Regions from separate parts of the Mus musculus genome. Here region 2 is linked to region 1. Evidence: chromatin contacts called from public promoter capture Hi-C data. All regions are on one chromosome and are shown on one strand. The core of a region is the stretch at or near the end of the contact, and the rest is flanking DNA. Distances in the headings are between cores, read along the strand shown.

Region 1 (5,338 bases), core at 928-3,427:
TGCAAAAATGGCAAGGGTACAGTTACATTTCTCTAGTAAGTCTAAATACATAAAAAACTATTTTCTAATCTAAGGTGAAATATATTTAAACGTAAAAGAAGTGGGGAACGCCAGGCATGGCAGCAGATGCTTTTAATCCCAGCACTAGGGGAGGCAGTGGATTTCTGTGAGTCTGAGACCAGCTAGCTTGTCTACATAGTGAGTTCCAAGACAACCCGACCTGCATGGTGTGTGTGTGTGTGAATATGCTTGCTTATAGGATCCTCATTGGTTCAAGGCCAGGCTCCAATACCTAAGGATGTTCATGATCACTCTGCCCACAGGAGATTCTTTTTTTTTTTTTTTTTTGGTTTTTCGAGACAGGGTTTCTCTGTATAGCCCTGGCTGTCCTGGAGCTCACTTTGTAGACCAGGCTGGCCTTGAACTCAGAAATTCGCCTGCCTCTGCCTCCCAAGTGCTGGATTAAAGGTGTGCGCCACCATGCCCGGCTTGAGATTGAGGAGGAGGAATTCATTTTACTTCACAATGATTTGTGGAGCCACACCTCCAGACGCTGGCCAGTAACACGGGTACACGACACGAGCCTCAGAAAGACAGGAGTGATTGCTACCTTCCAATAACACACATCAATTTCCTTCTACCTCTTTTGGAGACAGTGTCTTGCTATGTAGCTCTGGCTGGTCTGAAACTTACTATGTAGGCCAAACTGGCCTCAATAATAAAGAGATCCGCCTGCTTCTGCTCACTGAGTGCCAAAGGTGAATTTCTGGAGCGGGAGGGGGTTGTGATCAAACTACAGACTAGAAGTACTACAAGGAAAAGTTCCCCGGGGATTTTTCCTCCCTCTTTTTCTTTTTCTTTTCTTTTTTTTTTTTTTTTTTTTTTTGTTTGTTTGTTTTTTCGAGACAGGGTTTCTCTGTGTAGCCCTGGCTGTCCTGGAACTCACTCTGTAGACCAGGCTGGCCTTGAACTCAGAAATCCGCCTGCCTCTGCCTGCGGAGTGCTGGGATTAAAGGCTTGCGCCACCACGCCCGGCTCCTCCCTCTTTTTCTAAAGCCCAGCCACAACATCCCTTTTTCTTTTCTTTCTTTTCTTTTCTTTCCTTTTTTTTTTTTTTTTTTTTTCGTTTTTCGAGACAGGGTTTCTCTCTGTAGAGCTGGCTGTTTTGGAACTCACTTTGTAGACCAGGCTGGCCTCGAACTCAGAAATCCGCCTGCTTCTGCTTCCCGAGTGCTGGGAACAACATCCCTTTTTTCATTCAAGGCCCTCGCAGAGAAACGGCTTCCTAGACACATCTATTTTGAGCTTTGGTACAGAATGTGCTTGTATAACTACATAGTATTGTTCTTCCGCAAGGGACGGCAACCCAGCACACATTTTCTCAAAGCTCGCCCGCAGGCGGCCTTCCGCGCTGCGGGGTTTGTGCTCCGGACACCGGCGCGGCGATCACCTCTACCCAAGCCGCCGCCCCGCCCCGCCCTCCAGCCTCACCCCCCACCGCCCCCACCACCACCGCGCGGTGCCGCAGCCACTGACCTGATGACACTGATGTGGAACTGGTCCTCGCGAAGGCCTCGCCAGGCTCCGGGCAGGAATTCCTTACACCACAGGTAGGCCCTGCGCCTGGTCCGGGGCTCGGGTTGTTCGTCCGCTAGCGGCGGTGATGGCGGCGGGGGCAGCGGCAGGGGCGGCGGCGGCGGCGGCGGCAGCGCGAGAGGTTGGGTTCGGCCACCAAGCTGCTTGGACTCCAGCTCGCCTGCGGCGTCCCGCTGCTGCCCTACGCCGGGCGTCGGGGCAGCGTTGCCACCGCAGCTCAGCAGCAGCCCGAGAGGCGACGGCTCGGCCTCGCCCCCGGTGCAGAACTTGGTTTTCATGCTGGACAAGCGGCCGAGAAGGCGCGGGCGGCCACAGCACGAGAGGGCCACACTCAGGGTCCGGCTGGATGCCCGCCTCTGGGGGCCGGCGCGGGGAATGGCTCGCCGGCTTCACTGACCGGCCGGGCGGCGGTTGTGGGAGCGCGCGGGGAGGCGACGTCGGCGACGGCGGGGAGAGGCAGCAATGGACGTCAGGCAGCAGTAACGAGAGACGAGCGCGGGAGGCTGACGGCAGGCGACTGCTATAGGGGGCCGCGGCGCTCGCTCCTTTACAGCGCTGCACGCGGAGAGCCCAGCGTCACCGCCCGCCCCCGCGCTCGCCGCTGATTGGACGCTTTGGCGCATCACAACCGCCGCCACCCTCGCCACGCCGCTTTCCCATTGGCTGCGGCACAGCCCCTCCTAGGCTCAGGCGGTGAGTCCACGATGAGGGAGGGGTCGGCGCACCGGGGGCGGGGCCTTGTCTAGGGGTCGCGAGGGTCCTGTAAAGGCTATCTCAATTGCCTGCACTCACAAGGTGGCGCCTTTGCGGACTCGAGCCTCTTAGGGCAGGAGAGGCGAGGCTTCTGCAGCTTTGGCAGACCCTAGAGTGGATGTTGAAAGGGAAACTTTCCTTAGACGCCCCCAGGTCTGAAAGTGATGATTTGAAAGGCCCCGGGGACTTTGCAGGAAAATGGTGTCTGGAGGCTGGCTGCTCTTTCCGCGTGACCTTAGGGCAAGGCAGCTCCCAAAGGAGCTCTGTGGGTGTGTTTTTACAACATTTCCGAGGCCCTGTTCGAGATGCTTCCATGCCCAATACAACTCCTGGCCGGAGGCGTTATCCATCTGCAGGTCTAATATCAAAAAGAGATTGGGTCAAGGCCACACACCCACTTGCCAGCTGGCTGCGCTCTCCGCTCAGAGAGAAGCCTCCCCCTCTACGTGCCTGCAGCCTCAGTTTCCCTGTCCGTGGTGCTGAGGATGTCAGCTAGATTCTCAGGACATCTTCCTAACAGACTGGCCTCAACGGCCTCCAGAATTGCCGGCCAAAGGTGCTTGGTTCGCGATTCCTGGCTTTGTGGATGCTGTCATCTGCCCCCCCCCTCTTCCGGGCTGTCCAGTCGCGTGACCATGACTAATGTACCTTTGCCCTAGGGCATGGAAGGGGGCCAAGGCCCCTATGCTGTATGCCCACACATTGCCTCATTCTTTGGTCTCATCATTCAGTCCTTCCAGGAAGTAATTGAGGCTACAAAGAATATAAAACTACAGGTCTGTGTTGTGGGGTATAGCTAGAAAGAGAGATTTCTTTCTAGCTATACCCCAGCATGCAGAAAATGGCTTCTTTGTGGGTTTTCACAGTCTGCTGGAAGCCAAAAACTCTTCAAAAAGAGTAGGTAGGTACTTATCTGGACTTACTCCCCCAAAAGTGATCTTACTGAACAAAAGAGTGCAAATAATCTGTGCATAATGGCACATGCTTTTAATCCCAGCACTTGAGAGGCACAGAGGCAGAGGCCAGATCTCTATGGGCTGAAGACCAGCCTAGTCTACACAGTAAGTTTCAGGACAGCCCAAGTTCCATAGTGAGACTGTCTGGGGAGTGGGGGGGGGGGGGCGGGGGAAGGAGTGCAAATGAAAAGAGACTTTGGACGATCCCGTGGAGCTAGGCCTGGAGTTGAACTCCAGACAAGTAGGGGAAAAAAAAAAAAAAAAAAAGAGGCCTGGCCTAGGAATACCACTGGTTGCTAGAACAGTAAGAAATCAACGTCTCCATTCAGGAAGGCATTTAGATAAGGGAACGGAGGACTTTGAAAACACCAGCCCACGTGGAGGTGGGGCTGTGTCACTGGCCTTCACAGGGGACTGGCCCTTTGTCCTCATACTAGTCCCCATAATCTCAGAGGAATGTTGGAAAGCTGGCTGAGGGGGAAGCTGCTCCAGAAGTGAGAGGAGAGCTCTATAATTTGCAGTTAACTTTTTCTCTGACCTCTTCTGGTTTAGACTATGAGAACCCACAAGGCGCCTTGCTGGGAGCACAGCTTCCAGTGGCAGTAAAAGGTCACCCCAGTGAAAGGCTTGGAAAGGACATGAACATATATGACCCACATAGAAATTCTAGCCAGAGTAAAACTCTGCCTGGAATACACACACACACACACACACACACACACACACACGGGGGAGGGGGGGCAACCTTAATGGCATATATGAAATTGCCTTAATGAATCTGTCACTTTGATACTAGCTTTAAGCAAAGAAGGAGTGCACTTTAGTACACTCCTTTAATCCCAGTACTCAAAGAGCAGTGGAAAGTGAATCTCTGAGTTTAAGGCCTGACTGGTCTACAGAGCAAGTTCCAGGATGATAGTGCTACACAGAGAAAACCCTGTCTCAAAAAACAAAAACAAAACAAAACAAAACAAAAAAGCCAGGTGTAGTGGCATGTGCTTACTATCCTACAGTTGGGGAGGCAGAGTCAGGCACATTCCTGGGCTTACCTGCAGCCAACCTAGCCAATCTGGCAAGTTCCAGGGTAGGAAGAGACCCTGTCTCAAAGAACAAGATAGACAACACTTGAAGACTATCACCTGAGGATGCTTGCTGGTCTCTCTACACATATGGACCCATATGAGGACACACCCACATGTGCACATGCACCCAGCCCCACCCCCATCCCTGCACACACAAACACAGAGCAGAACTCACCCAAGACCACACAGCTAGGAAATGATAGCCTGGATCTAAACGTAGGTAATGTGGCTATGGGGTTGATTCAGGGCCACTTGAAGCAGTTTCTACCCTCTGTCATTCCAAGCTTTCCACAAGAAGCGCTGAGGGGCTGATTTGTCCAACTCCTCTCTGTATGTCCTGTCATATGTGTGGCCAGAGCAAGACTCAGTGCCCTTGAGTCAGGCGCCCAGGTTTAGTCCAATCAACTAGAACCATGTGGCCGGAACCAGCTTTACTCACCTGAACAGCAAGAGCTGGCTATAGGATATGTACCTGTTACCAGCATCTATGGCAATTCTGAAGTTAGGTGGCGCTCCTATGATGGGCCTGTGCCACTCACAGGTCCCTACTTTGAAGAAGGTCAGGGTGAATCAAGTTCTTCACTCTTGTCACAAGCTTGCCCTAAAGGCACTGCCTTCCCTTCTAACGTCTGCATATCACAGCAAGCAAGAGGTACAGCCTTGGAGCCTGGCAGCCTGGGTACAAACCTTGCCCATTTTACTTCCTTGGCATCTGCCTTCAAGCAGACTACTTACTGTTGCCCAAGCCTGTCCCTGTCTGTCAAATGACTATAATCATGGTGGGGATAAAGGGTTGCAATAATTTTCCTTGTTAAATGAGCAAGTCATTTGAGAAGAGGAAACTTTAATAAAATGCCTTTATAAAACTGGCCTGTAGGCATATCTTGAGCATTTTCTTGATTAATGAGTGACATGGTAGAGTTCAGCCAGCTCTAGGCAGTGCCACCCCTG
Region 2 (5,200 bases), core at 14-2,513, 420 kb before region 1:
TCAGAAGACACCTCCATCCCCTGCACCCCCAAGCTTTGAGGAGCAGCTTCGCCTGGCCCTGGAGTTGTCTTCAAGGGAACAGGAGGAGTTGGAGCGACGGGGTCAGCAGGAAGAAGACGACTTACAGCGGATCCTGCAGCTGTCACTCACAGAGCACTGAGTTGCCTGGCCTTGGGACGGCTCCCCAGGGCCATGCCTTCTGCCTGGTTTTGTAATTTATTTATTTATAAACTGTCTGCTGCTGAGCTTGGGACCTGGGCACTGAAGATAGGCTAGCAGTGAGACTGAGGTGGAAATAAAGAGACCATCAGCAGTAGGCTTGCTGTCCTGCGTGGTCTGGAACCAAGGGGACACTGGATGGGGTTACTGATGGGTAGTCCTCGCTGGAGCTGGCACTGAGCAGCTTTGGAGCCTCCATTTCTACAGCTAGAAAATAAGACCACTTCTCACGGGGCAGGAGTTCCTGGAGATTCTGAAATTTCCCTGGATGCTACCCCAACCCCAGGTTCTGCCTGCCACCCAGCCTGATGGTCCATACTCCCGCTGGGCTGGGTCTTCCTATTCTACCTACTGGGGGAAGCTCCCACCTCATCCCCAAAACTCAGGCACAGGTTCCCCCTGTTTCAAGTATTTTCTACCAGAATGAACCTTTAAGCAAGTCACTCTCTGGGGAAGGGGCTCAGCCCTGTCCTAGTCACCCCTAGGGTGGACCTGAAATGCGTACAGGTATTGGGGACTATTGCAAAAATTCCAAAAAGGCCTTCTGTTCTCCCAGATCTTCTCAAGAGTAGAGGAATGACAGCCAAGCAGAAAAGAGAGCAAGTTTGGAATGGGGTGGTAGATTTAAGACCCATTGCCTCCCAGGTATGGTGGCGCATGCCTCTAATTCTAGTGCTTGGGAGGCAGAGGCAGGTGGATCTCTGGGTTTTAGGCGACTTGCTCTATATAATGAGTTTCAGGTCTGTCAGCTACATAGTGAGACCCTGTCTCAAAAACAAAACTGTTGCCCTTGCTCCTTCCTTTCCAAGAAACCATAGCATAAACCAAACAGTGGGGGTCCAAGTCTTACTGGGTGCAGCAAGAAGGGTTGAAAGCCTTCTGTGGGCAAAGCGACCAAAGCAGGGAAAGTGAGGTCTGGGCTCACCTGCGCCACGCCCTTGACCACGCCTCTAGCGCGGTCGGGGCGGGGCAAGCTGAACCGAGACCGCAGGGGCGGGGCCGCTGTCGCTCGGTACCAGCTCTACGCGACCAGACTGGTCATGAGTCGGGCCCTTTAAGGGCCGCTCCCGAGGAGGTGCCAGGCCCTGGTGGCTCCAATCTCTTCTTCCTGGTTGTGCGAAGGCAGGGACTGACCGTAAGGCTGAGGGAGGGGTCGTGCCGGGTGTTCGCCCAGGTGTTCCGGGCCTGCCTACCTTATGGCGCTGGTCACAGTGAGTCGCTCGCCGCCGGCAAGTGGCCACTCCACGCCTGTGGGACCCACGGTGAGTTTAGCTTGGTTTTACGCTCTTACAGTTGGCTGCCAAGGTAGGCCTTAGGGAGCAAGTCCTGCCCCTAGCAGACGGCTGGGAGTAGGCGGAGGGGGACCTTGAGTCTCACGTTTTAAGGCACTTGGGAGGCCCTGAGGCTCCCAGGAGCTCGACGTAGGTAGATGCGGAATCCTGAGAACCGCCCGGGTCTGTTGAAGCCCAGATCTGCCCAAATACCTCCCACACTCTGCAACCCCCTATCCTTGCAGCACTGCTGTACCTGGACTTAGGCCGGGTTTCTCTGGGGCCTGTTGGAGGGGAGCGGCTTCAGAGGAAAGAGATTTCTTTTCCACCTAGCGCTCCCTTGTAGGAAGAGGAGAGGCTTTTGGGTGCTTCCTGTCCTGGAAGCTGCTCTCTTACTCTATTCCCGGGCTGCTTTCTCAGCAGGACCGAGTGGTAAGACGCAGAGGCCGGCTCCAGCGCAGGTGAGTTCTGTCTGACAAATGCTTCCTTATAGCCTGTGGCCTAGCTGCTGCCATTGTGGACTCCTGATGTCTTGCTTGGACCAAGGACTCACTTAAGTATTGTCAGATAAACTCATGCTTAGGTGGGAGGCAGATGCTGTGGGTGGAGCTGGCAAACATCACATCTCTGGCTTGTGGAAGAACCAGCATGGTTAACTTAGCCCTGGCCAGTAGATGCTTTCACACATTACCTGGACCTTGGCTCGCCCAGTAATCCCAGGACCAAGGGCAGGATGGGACCTGAAGGAGTATAAGTGCTTAAACAAGTTTATAGCATCTGAGTCCACCCCGAAAAGGAACACATTCCAAAGGTGCAAAACAAGGTGAGGAGGAGCCTGAGAGCCCAAGGCTGGCTCTAGGTGCCTACCGCTATCAGGGTCCTGGTTACAAAAGTGCAAACTGTGCCTCACTCCGGCCCATCTGACTCTGGAGAGCGGGCCAGCAGCCCACTTCCGCCAGCCAGGGGACTCAGCCTCCCTAAAGTTTGAAAACCTATGACCTGAACCATGTCCCCATCGCTCTGCCAGGCAGAGTTTTGCGGTGCTCCGAGGGGCTGTCCTGGGACTTCAGGATGGAGGGGACAGTAATGTTGCATCTGAGGCTGACTCTGAGCCAATGGAGGAACCCTCAGGTGAGGAACAGCCCACCGAGGACCAGACTGACAAAGGGCAAGGACTCCAGAGTCCCTGGAAACAAGTGCAAAAGCGGCACCTGCACCTCATGGTGGAGCTGCTGAGGCCGCAGGATGATATCCGCCTGGTAAGGAACCACCCGGAGCTCATGTCTATCTAAGATCAGTGCTATGAGATCTGGGGCCACAACAACTCTGCCACTTCATCTAGAGACAGCAAGGCAAGGGCATATCTGTCTCTGGAGGGCTGGGAATGGACAAGGGAGGTTTGTCCCCTGTGAGCCAAGAGCTGGGGTTATATGAGGGAGGTCTCTGTTAATCCACAGGAGGCCTCTGTTGATACTAGTGAGTTGCCCAGAGATGGACTCATACTCCCAGGGTTGTGTAGTACGCCTTGGCAGCTAAGTGCCAGTCAGGCGACCAGAGCACCCAAGAAGTCTGGGATCCCCTGGAACCTAAGGGCCAGCTCCAGAAAGTGTGTGGAGGCAGACACTTCTTGTTGGCAGCAAAGAATGAAGAAGATTCGAGCTTTGGAAAAGCTGTTTAGAACAGAAGCCCTAGGGTTTTGTTGTTTGTCTTTTTTCTTACATGTTTTGGTGTTTTGCATGCATGTATGTCTGTGTGAAGGTATCAGAAGCTTTGGAACTGGAATTACAGACTGGTGTGAGCTGTCATGTGGGTGCTGGGAACTGAGTCTGGGTCCTCTGGAAGATTAGCCAATGCTTTTAACCATTGAGTCATCTTTCCAGCCCCAGGAATGTTGTTCTAAGCCATTATAAGATGAAATCTTTCTAGCATGTGTGAGGCCCTACATCTAATTCCTAGCACCACAAAAACAAAGATTAATATCTGTGGTAGGAGGCATTTCTCAAATAAAATATTTGCTAGTAGCAGGGCTAGAGAGGTGGCTCAGGGGTTAAGAGTTCTGACCGTTCTTCCAGAAGACCCTTAGTTCAGTTGTCTCTTGAAGGCCGCAAGAAGGATGGCCGCCTTCTCACTCAGATACTCTCTTGCGGAAACTGCCAGAAGTAGCACAGTTTTGGGGGTCAGACTTCAAAAGACAGTTTGTTGAGTCACAAACTGCAAAAAAGGAGTACCACTATATTCTCCAGTAGCCACTGATCTTCTGTCTAGGAATTGGTGGTACAGGGGCTGTCAAGATGTGAGCTGTGTCCATGTGGAGTGAAGAAACAGATCCTGGAGCTCCTATAATTCAGGGCCTCTTCCATCTTTCTAGGCAGCCCAGCTGGAGGCAGCCCGACCCCCCAGACTTCGCTACCTGCTGGTAGTATCCACGGGAGAAGAACTGAGTGAGGAGGCCATCCTGCTTGGGGTGGACTTCCCTGACAGCAGGTAGGAGCAGGGAGAGAAGGGTTGGGCCAAGGCTGTGAGGTGCTGAGGAACAATGGCTCTCCTGTCCCCTGCCAGTTCCCACAGCTGCACCCTGGGCCTGGTCTTGCCCCTCTGGAGTGATACCCAGGTGTACCTGGACGGCGATGGGTAAGAGGCAGCAACAGGAGGGGAGAGAGAAGAATGGGGAGGCAGGCATTGAACAGTGGGGCGGTGCTGGGACCTACTTTCTTATACGTTATGATCTTGGGCAAGTCACCTAACTCTGGGCCTCAGCATCCCCATATCTGGCAAATGAACAGGTTCTCTGAGAGCCTGGTATTTGGTTCCACCCTCCCTGGGTCTCCTGCAGGGGCTTCAGTGTGACATCTGGTGGTCAAAGCCGAATCTTCAAGCCTGTCTCTATCCAGACCATGTGGTAAGCGCTGCAGAGCCCTAACCTTGGGCCAGGCTCTTAGGTGGCAGCCAGGCCCAGGAGAGGGAACCAAGTAGGACTGAGTGACTTAGCCCCTCTTTCTTGTCCCAGGGCCACACTGCAGGTATTGCACCAGGCATGTGAGGTAGCTCTAGGCAGTGGCCTTGTGCCTGGTGGCAGTGCCCTTGCCTGGGCTACTTACTACCAGGAGAAACTCAACTCTGACCAGGGTTGCCTCAATGAGTGGATGGCCATGTCTGACCTGGAGTCCTTTCGACCACCTAATGCTGAGCCTGGACAGTCAGTACCAGGGCAGGGGTTGGGGGATGGGGAGGAGGAGGAGGAGGAGGTGGTGGTGGTGGTGGTACCTCAGTGAAATGGCCTCTTACTAAAGGATCACTACCAGGGCTTCAGAGCAGGAAAAGATGGAGCAGGCGATCCTGGCTGAATTGTGGCAGGTGTTGGACACCAGTGACCTGGACAGTGTCACTTCTAAAGAGGTGGGCAGGGTGGCTGGGCCCAGAGCCTGAGACTCGCCTTTCCTTGGGGCCTTTCTCACCCTGCTTTCCTCTAGCACTAAGCCAGTCCCAATCCCTGACTTCAGTTCTGTGTAGATGGGTCAGGGTACTGTCCTCAGAGGCTTCACGATGGAGCCTCTTCTCTTGCCTGACCCACTTCCACCCCTGAAGATCCGTCAGGCCCTGGAGCTGCGTCTGGGATGTCCTCTCCAGCAGTACCGTGACTTTATTGACAACCAGATGTTGCTGCTCATGGCCCAGCAAGACCGGGCCTCTCGCATCTTCCCCCACCTCTA

The links. Promoter capture Hi-C pulls out the DNA fragments that hold promoters and counts their contacts.
Region 2: a contact with region 1 is called in a promoter capture Hi-C map of pre-B cells, with 4 times the contacts expected there. A contact is called at or near these places in 1 of 39 promoter capture datasets (pre-B cells), 2 of 130 datasets of targeted methods (pancreatic cancer cells and stem cell-derived neural progenitor cells) and 1 of 9 other capture datasets (liver).

The regions. Positions count from the first base shown.
Region 1 is chr19:3,848,612-3,853,949 of GRCm38.p6, reverse strand. Chka (choline kinase alpha) reads right to left here and starts at 2,177. Exons shown (of 12, transcript NM_001271496.1): 1 at 1,537-2,177. The coding sequence starts at 1,874. It overlaps Gm51271 (predicted gene, 51271), which reads left to right and starts at 3,134; the gene lies at 3,134-3,183.
Region 2 is chr19:4,265,296-4,270,495 of GRCm38.p6, reverse strand. It overlaps Ssh3 (slingshot protein phosphatase 3), which reads left to right and starts at 1,263. Exons shown (of 14, transcript NM_198113.3): 1 at 1,263-1,481; 2 at 1,911-1,951; 3 at 2,518-2,749; 4 at 3,859-3,974; 5 at 4,050-4,121; 6 at 4,324-4,389; 7 at 4,498-4,686; 8 at 4,793-4,886; 9 at 5,076-5,200. The coding sequence starts at 1,416. It overlaps Ankrd13d (ankyrin repeat domain 13 family, member D), which reads left to right. Exons shown (of 15, transcript NM_026720.2): 15 at 1-316. The coding sequence ends at 160.